2 separate regions of the Sus scrofa genome follow, and region 1 is linked to region 2. The links are chromatin contacts, called in public HiChIP or PLAC-seq maps. All regions are on one chromosome and are shown on one strand. Each heading gives the region's core, a stretch centred on a gene start, on an enhancer-like site or on the middle of the called end of the contact. The rest is flanking DNA. Distances are from core to core; before and after follow the strand shown. Region 1 has its middle 120 kb from the start of DUSP6. Region 2 overlaps POC1B (POC1 centriolar protein homolog B).

Region 1 (4,340 bases), core at 116-2,615, 220 kb after region 2:
TCAGTAGTTAAATAGATGGGTCAGGCCACTCAGCCAGAGCCAGGATTCAAAGTCTAGCCTCGCTGGCCCCCAAACCATTGCCCTTCCACCACAGTTCTCTGCTTTATGCTGTCTCACATATGTTAAAAAAAAAAAAAAAGAAAAAGAAAACCCAACCCCATGTGTGAAGAGTAAGTTTCAGATATTTTCACCATCAAGTCAGAGTGTTTAATTCAGTTGTGAGGGAACCTCACAAAACTTAGTTCATGATGGAGTTCCTGTTGTGGCGCAGTGGTTAATGAATCCGACTAGGAACCATGAGGTTGCGGGTTCAGTCCCTGCCCTTGCTCAGTGGGTTAACGATCTGGCGTTGCCGTGAGCTGTGGTGTAGGTTGCAGACGCGGCTCGGATCTTGCGTTGCTGTGGCTCTGGCGTAGGCTGGCGGCTACAGCTCCAATTTGACCCCTAGCCTGGGAACCTCCATATGCCGCGGGAGCGGCCCAAGAAATAGCAACAACAGCAACAACAACAACAAAGACAAAAAAAGACCAAAAAAAAAAAAAACTTAGTTCATGTTTATAAGTTAGTCAGGAAATTTTCCTTCTCTTTTAGTTTTTTCCCCCACCAGCAGAGCTTCTAATAAATGCAGTCATTTCAGTCTTTGATATCATAATTATGAAGTTCAAAAGTAAAGTTTATTTTAATTTTGTTTGACCTTGAAATGTATCTTGGATTCAAGCTTTATCAGAGGGAATATACATAAAGCTGTTTGCAAGTGGGCTGTTCTCCAAGTCTGGTCTTTTTTTTTTTTTTTTTTTTCCTTCAAGCTATTGGGTAACCAGTGGCCTTTTAGAATTTCCCCCAATTAACATATAATTAGATACGGTACTCTAGATTTATGGCTTCCTAACTTTGGAGAGGCAACAGAACAAGAGCTCCCAAGTGGGAGTCTGGAGACCAACATTTCAGCTTGGGCTCTGCTTCTTAATAACTCTGTGACCTTGAGGAAATCCTGTCTGCCCACCGAGCCTCAATTTCCTAACCCATGAAAGGGACTGATCAGGCCTCAATACCTCACAGGAATGTTGTGAAGATAAAATAATGTATGGGAGAGCACTTTGTAAACTGAAAGGTAATGGAGAACTGTAAGTCGATATTATTATTTATTTTATGAGCCAGAAGAAATCAAAGCTCTGGTTTCATTGCCAGGAGGATTTTCCTCACAGATCTAATTCTTAAAGCTTGGCTTTGCTGAGTTAATGAGTACTTTCCAAATAAAGATCCCTTTTACTGCTTTGATTTTTGTGAACTTCCCTTTACTCTGATTCAAAGTCACATGGGAAGGTGCTCTTGTAAAGCCATTGTTTAATTTAGACTTTTCATACTGCGTGTATGTCCGGCTATTCTCTGGTTTCAGTCTCCAAGGAGCCTCTGAGGGCAGGCCCTGCTTCTTTCCCTTACATATAGTTTGGCAGCAAATGAGATGTTTTCAATAGAGATGAAAAAACTTGCAGTATGCAACCTGTCACCTCAAGGAAGAAGCACATCCTGTTCTAAAGAAGTTGCCTCAGAGCCGGCCTGGGGACTATGCTGGTGTTTTTACCTATGACTCAGGCAGTAGCCTGAGAAGATGTTTTAAGGAGAGAGCTGTTACATGATATTGTTGTAAGAATGCGAGAAGCCACCATACAGAGCTCTTTATTTGGGTAACTTAGACGTCTAGTCAGGACTCAGTTCTGTCCAGTGTGCCTGAAACTTTTCAGGCAAATACACAGGGAAAATGCAAAGTTGATTTTTAAAAGATCATTAGGTGTAAGCAGATATGCTTTAATTTTAATCTCCTGTGTGCAGGAATTAAGGCAATGAGTAGTTGACTTATTCTTTCTAAAGTCGCTTGTGTGGTTCAGTTGGAGCCAATTACTTCAAGTTTTTGTATTAAAGTTCACCTGCTAATTGTGTTCTAATCTTGTTCTTCCTAAGTTTTTGGCACTCAGGCATTGGAACCTGGGGATGGAACATGAGGGCATTTTAAAGAAATGAAGGGGGTTTTATAACCACAATTCCACTGTCATGGTTTGAGGCACTATAAAAGGTGGAAGGGTTGAACGCAGTCTCTTCATATCTGCTGTCTCTTGCCTTTTGTGTTGTATTTTGACCGAACTCTGAGATAATAGTTTTGGTAGCAGAGAGTTTGTTTCTCTCCATCTAGGGACCTTGGCAGAGTCCCACAGTACCAGGGCAATAGGCACAGTGCTCAAAGTGTCCCATCAACGGCGATTTTCTCCTCTCTTCTCCCTCTTAATCCATTGCCTGGGGTTGAATTTGCTGTGTCAAGCCATAGGATAGACAAATTGTCCACAGGGATAACATGGTTGTCAGCCACTTCCTAAAACCCACATCTGAGTGGTAGTAAATGCAGGCCTGAGACTCTAATATAACTCATGGTTCTATTTTCTGTCTCTCAAACAGTGACTTTCTTTATGAGTTATAGACAAAAGTGAAAATTAGCCATAATCAAATACGAAATTTGGGATCCCGAGGCCAACAAATCTTAGTGTTCCCATATTAAAGAGAAGCAGGATTTTGTTTTTTCTTATCCTAAGTCCCAGTTTTCACTAGCACCACACTATTTTTTTTTTTTTTTTAATAATCAGAGGCCTGGATGATGGGAAAAGTTCTGTAATATGCATGCTATTGCCCTACAATCAAACTTTTAATGTGGTCAGTTCTTTGCAAGCTCCATTGTAAGACTCTCCGGGATTCCCCAGGTGCCATCTGACATGAGTGCATGAACAGGTACAGCCAGGAATGATCACCTTATCTGTCACTTAGACATATTCGGAGACCAAATGACCTAATACCAGACTTGTTGCAGCTTCACTGGCCTCCCCCTTGCTGTGCCTTAAACACTCCAGAAAGTTCTCCCCACCACCTGACACTCTTTGTCTGCCTTCCCTATTTAGTTTTCTACTACATATGTACCACCAACTAACCCTCCCTGTATTTTACTTGCTTATAGCATTGACTGGTCGTCTCCCCCTGCTAGAAGGTAAGCACTAGTGGGACAAGGACTTCTTTTTTGTCTGTTTTATTCAGAGCTGTATCCCTAGTGCCTCGAACAGACCCTGGTACATAGAAGCCCTCCACAAATATTTGTTCAGTTAGTTCAGGATAACTTAACAAATGGAAGCCATTCTTAGTGAATGGATAGGATCTCTTTGTACGAGTACAGGTACATGATGATTCATTCATTCAACAACTGTTGGTTAAACACAAAGAGAGCCAGCACTACCCTTGTTAAGGGTGGAGCCAGAAACAGAACAGACATGGCCCTGTCCTCCGGGACTTCATTGTCCTAGTGCTCTAAGCATTACACCCAGTGGGTATTTCTAATTGTGGAAAAGTCAAAGACTTCTTTTCATAATAACTTAAGTGGGAACTTTAATTGAAATTTTCAGAACCTCTAAACATTATATCCTAAAACCTTAAATGAATTAAGTGTATTTATCATTGTTATTTTCAAAATATATTTAAGGTAGAATTAGAAAATTATACTCTGTTTTTAAACTTGTGAAAGAAAAGAGTTCTAAACATCTCCCTGGATATCGAGCTTTGTGTTTTATATATTTTTTCTGATCCTAATGACCAAATCAACCTCTTATTTAAAATTACATATGATAACCGTTAGATACACAGCAATGCATGATGACGGATCAAAATGTTACTCAAGCTTCTTCCTGATTTTAATTTTATGATATTTGATGTAGGTTTCTTCACAAAGCAACATGATCTTAGAGTCTGCAATTTTGTTCGCCTCCTATAGTTAGAAAAGATATTTTGAACTTCCTATTTCATTTTGAAAGTTATGACCAGATTTAAATTTAATATTTTTCATTCTCTGATTGTAAGAGGGTAAGCTATTAAGGTTTTTTCAGTCAGTCAGTAAGGTAGTACCGATTTGAATTTGGTCAGAATAGACTCTCAGTTACTTAGTAGTTTTGACTTTTGAAATTACCATTCTGCCAGTCTGCTGCAGGGAGTGATTCCAAAAACACTCTTTCACAGTATTTTTTCTGTGAAGGTACTGCATCGAGTTGCATTGGTCACACTGAATTTGCCACGTTACATGCAAGTAAGACAAGCTGAACTCATGCAAAGGAAACCGTCACAGCTCAGAGTAATCAAGTGGGGGTTTTGAAACACTCCCTTTTCTGATCATAAGAGGTTAATGAAATTGTAAACTCAGAGATAATGTTACTTTGTGAAGAGACCTGGGTCAAATTATCATGGGTAATTCTCAAATGGAATTAAAATTAGGTAGAAGGAAGTTCCAGTTGATTGCAATCTGGCCAATCTCAAAG
Region 2 (4,573 bases), core at 1,757-4,256:
TAAAACAAAAACTTGTATTAAAAATCCCATAAAGTAAAAATGAAGACAATCCCCAGAGTCGGGGATGTGTTGCACTTATAAACAACAAGGTCTTGGTGTCCGTAATATAAAAGGAGCCCCTATAAATGTAAACTATAAAAAAAGAGACGTGGACCAACTGAAAAAAGTGGACAAAGGACTTAAATAGGCAATTTTCAGAAGAATGATCAATGTAGACATAAAATATGCTCCATTACCAGTAATCAAGGAAATGCACAATGAAATGAAAGCTATACCATTTCCCGCCTGTATTTTTGTTAAAATTTGAAATGTCTGACAACCAATTCTTGTTGAGTTTGTAGAAAAAGGGGAGACTTCCCTCTGCCTGTTGCAGAGTAAGTCGATTCCACCACTTGGGACACTATCTGGTTGAATTCTGCCTGAACGTTTATACTCGCCGCCTGTGTTCGGGAGGCACAGGAGGGCTCACTGTGGAGCAGTAACGATAGCGAGGCCACCTCTGGCCCATCAGTGGAGTACTATTTGGCATTGAAAATTGGTGAAGTAGACTTGCCCGAAACACCGTGGACAAATCCAACAATGTCGATTAACAGAAAATACTAACGAGGTCTGATATGCTACTATTTTACATGAAGTTTGAATACACGCAAAAACCAAACTGCTGTTTAGGGGTGTCTACCTATGTGATGAAAGTAAAGGGACGTAGACTGAGATGACAGACACTGCAGTCGAGGTGGCGGTATCCTCTGAGAGGGAGAGGCAGAGAGAGATCCTAAAAGGACCTACTTTATTTCTTAAGGTGGGGGAGAGAGTTACCTTATTATCCTTTCTGTCTTTTCATTGACAGAGCATCATTGGAGCTTAAAAAGTCAGTTGTTATTTGATAAAAAGAGACGTACAGATTCATTCAGAAATGTTAGCATCACGGGAAGCGTGCATTTCCTTTTCATGCCTGTACCAATGTCGCTTGATGGCCGTGGTACATGCAAAGAAGGGGAGGCTTTCTGGACGGTGGACAGATGGCCCTTCCGAGACGCAAAGTGGGTGAAAGTAAACCAAGTGTGGTTTTCCAAGTCAAACTTTTTCAAGGATGTAATCCTTACTTGAATGTAAACTATCTTTTAAAAACATCATTGTACCATATAAGCTGTTACCTGCCTCAGAATTTAGATTCACACACACACACACACGTGCTGATTTTTTGAACACAGTGAAGTATCACTATATATAATGGTTTATTTCTGCTCTCGTCAATTCAGCATGCTGCATAAATTGTTCTTGATGAGTTCTCTACAAAGGAGATAGTAGGAATGCGTCCCTTACTCTGTAGCCTTTTGTGAATCTAGCACAGCAGGATTCACAAAAGATGCAATGGCTACTTGTCCTCTTTTTGGAATTTACAGAAGGTTTTATTGGTCGTTATCTTTTTCTAGAGTGCTAAGAATAATGGAAATAGCATCTTTTAGTTTTATAGTAACTCAGAAGAGAGAGTTCATTCTAGTTTACTGAGTATTATGGTCTGTACTTAGGTTTATCCAGGGCAGCGCCTGATTCTCGACTCAGCAAAGGGCCTTAGGAGACAAATCTTCCTTTAAGGGATTCGTAGTTTATGTTTGCCTAATTGTATAAGATGTGAAACATGGAAGGAGGTTGTTGTACAGATTTGATGTGTGCTAGCTGTATCCTACCTATTCATGGCTTCAAAATTAATAAGCTTCTCTAGAGATGAGAATAAATATTAAAGGCCAAGACAGATTTGTGGCCTCAGCTGTCTTTTTCAAGGGCGCTGAATTAATCATTCAGATATTCTAGTTGATAGTTGAATGGGGAGGGGTTGTTTTTTTAAGACATCTGACAAAAATGAAATTTCCAACTTGGTTTGAAGAAGAAAAAATCAAAGCCTGAGTAAAACCTTATCCCCAAAGCCTCTTTTTCTCCCTTTGAGACAAAGATGTATGATTTTCCCCAAGGGATAAACAAAAGCCTTTCTCAGCTCAACAGATTTAGTCTGGGAGACACAAATTCCACTTGACATTCTCTGATTTTATCCTAGAAATATTTTTAAATCCATCAGACCTGATCAGGTAGGAGGGTTTCTGTGTACAAGGACGCACGCTACACTGTGCCGAAACAGGGTAGAAGAGACGCGGTTTTCTTCTCCAGGACCAACGGCCTTTACGTCCTCAAGTTTTAGAAATGGAGAACGAACCCTGTGTTGTGGACCTGTGACAACCCCATGTGGGTGACTCCATGGCTCTTTTCGCTCTTTTTCTGATGAATCCATCCAGTCCTTGGTTAACACTGTCTTTGATCTCAAGGAATGAACCAAAGACAGGGCAGCGCCCTGAGTCACTTCCAAAAGACAGCCTTCCTCTCTCGGTCAGGCTTCTCAGATGAACTCAGAGACTGTCTGAATCTTTTGTGTTAATGGTCAGCTCAGTGTAAAGCCTCCCACTCACTGGCCACCACTTCCTCTAGTACTCCAGTTCCGACCACTCATCACCCCGGGAGGGCCTCCAGTCCCACGAGCCTCCGCCTTTTCACTGCCCACCTTCTGTGTCCATGTGCCTCTCCTTTATTGGGCTTGGATTCTACAGTCCATCACCCGAGCAATGCCCTTGCCCCTCCTCTCTGCATTGAGCTCACCCCCAAAACTTCAGCCTGGTTAAATCTATTTTTCTGCCTACTCGCTACCCACAACCATGCAACTGAATTTGACTAGACAGCCGTGCTGACTGATCCGCCCCTAGTTTATTTCTGTAACTCCAAGGGTCACACGGTGCTGCCCAGTGGCCCATTCGCCACGTAGTTATCTCCTCCCTGTCCTGTGACCTCGCTGCTCTCTTGCTGCTTCATCTTTTCCACCGGCCCACATTGGTGATGTGTTTCCCATCTTTAAAAAGGAAAGCCTTTATTTGATCCTTCATTCCTTTCCAGCTCCTGTCTCATTGTTCTGCTTCCCTTTATAGCAGAACTCCTCAAACAAAAGGCATTTACTGTCTTCATTTCTTCGCTTTCCACTCTTCTGAGTTCGCTCCCATTAAGCTTTTGCCCCACCACTCCCCTCCAGGCAGGGTCCCAGTGATTCATCCAGACCAGCCTTCCTACAGGATGTGGTCTTGGTGATCACTCTGTCCTCCTAGAAGCTCTTTCCTTAATTGGCTTCTGGTCCAGCATCCCTCCTACCTCCTGGGTCACTAGTCACCTCTCCTGCTCCTTCTCTTCCTGCCTTCTAAAGGCTTTGCAACCGTTCTCTTTGGCTCCGCCTTCAATGATTATAGACCCATGGTTGCAAATAGTTATATGCCAAACCCCCCAGCTATAAGGGAACAGAAACTTCTGTACTTGGTACCCTTCCACACCTTGCCTTATGTACCTCTTCCCCTGGCAGTTCATCTGTATCCTTTATAAAAACTGGTAATTTATATAATTCTGTTAATTCCCAAATTTATATCCCTTGCCCCAACCTGGATTTACACAGAAATCTAGAATTGTATATTTCCACCTGTATTTATGATTTTTCTCCTTGGAAGTCTAATAGGCATCTCAAACTTAACATGCCCTAAGTTTACTCTCTACCCATTCCCCTCCCCCCCAAAAAAATACATCATCAATGAAGCTAAATCATGATGTAACATTTTACCCAGCTTTATTTTTCTTCATAACTTTTGTTACTACCTGACCTCACATCACAAATCTATATATTTTCCTTCTTCATTCATTGGAATATAATCTCATGTCAACACAGTCTCTTTTGGGTTTTTTTTTTTGGGTTTTTTGTTTGTTTGTTTTTCTCTTTAGGGCCTTACTCATGGCACATGGAGGTTCCTAGGCTAGGGGTCTAATGGAAGCTACAGCTGCCAGCCACAGCAACTCCAGATCTGAGCTGCATCTACAACCTACACCTCAGCTCATTGCAATGCCGGATCCTTAACCCACTGAGCGAGGCCTGCAACCTCATGGTTCTTAGTCAGATTCATTTCTGCTGCGCCATGATGGAAACTCCCAACAGGGTCTCTTTTGTATATTCATTTCTCATATGAGGCAGAGTAATGGTTCACAAAGATGTCCATTGCCTCATCCCCAGAATATGTGAATACGTTTCCTTATGTGGCAGAAGGGGTTTAGCAAATGGGATGAAGTTAAGGATTTTGAAATGGGGAGATGATCCTAGATTTGTGGTCCAGTGCAATCACAAAAGGTCCTTACAGGGGAAGGAGGGAGGCATGGGAGTTAGAGAAGAAGGTATGACAGGGGGAGAAGAGGTTGGAGTGCTACAGCCTTGAGCCATGCAGGTAGGCAGCCTTGAGGAGCTGAAAAAGGAAAGGACAGATTCACCCCTAGAGCCTCCAAAGGAACACAGCTCTGCTGACACTTTGATTTTAACGCTGTAAAATCTTTGTGGACCTTCAGAACCTTAAGGTGATAGGTTTGTGTTGTTGGATTCAGTTTGCTAATATTTTGTGAGAATTTTGCATCTATATTCATCAAAGAAATTAGTCTGTAATTTTCCTTTTTCGCAGTCTTTGTGGTTTGGTATCAGGGTGATGGGGACTCCATAAACTGTACTTTG

The links. HiChIP or PLAC-seq counts read pairs in DNA pulled down with a chosen protein or histone mark.
Region 1: an H3K27ac HiChIP or PLAC-seq map of alveolar macrophages shows a contact between it and region 2. The contact joins two enhancer-like sites. A contact is called at or near these places in 1 of 47 Hi-C or Micro-C datasets (skeletal muscle) and 1 of 2 datasets of contacts at active chromatin or transcription factors (alveolar macrophages).

What each region holds. Positions count from the first base shown.
Region 1 is chr5:93,425,341-93,429,680 of Sscrofa11.1, forward strand. No RefSeq gene overlaps it. Among named protein-coding and RNA genes, the nearest start is that of DUSP6, 120 kb to the left of the region's middle. Within about 2 kb of position 1,366, at least 16 of the 83 cell types and tissues checked have an H3K27ac peak or open chromatin away from gene starts, as enhancers often do. A contact at or near this core is called in alveolar macrophages, where this site is marked.
Region 2 is chr5:93,204,470-93,209,042 of Sscrofa11.1, forward strand. All of the region lies in intron 10 of POC1B (POC1 centriolar protein homolog B), which reads left to right. Among named protein-coding and RNA genes, the nearest start is that of GALNT4, 74 kb to the left of the region's middle. Within about 2 kb of position 3,007, at least 6 of the 83 cell types and tissues checked have an H3K27ac peak or open chromatin away from gene starts, as enhancers often do. A contact at or near this core is called in alveolar macrophages, where this site is marked.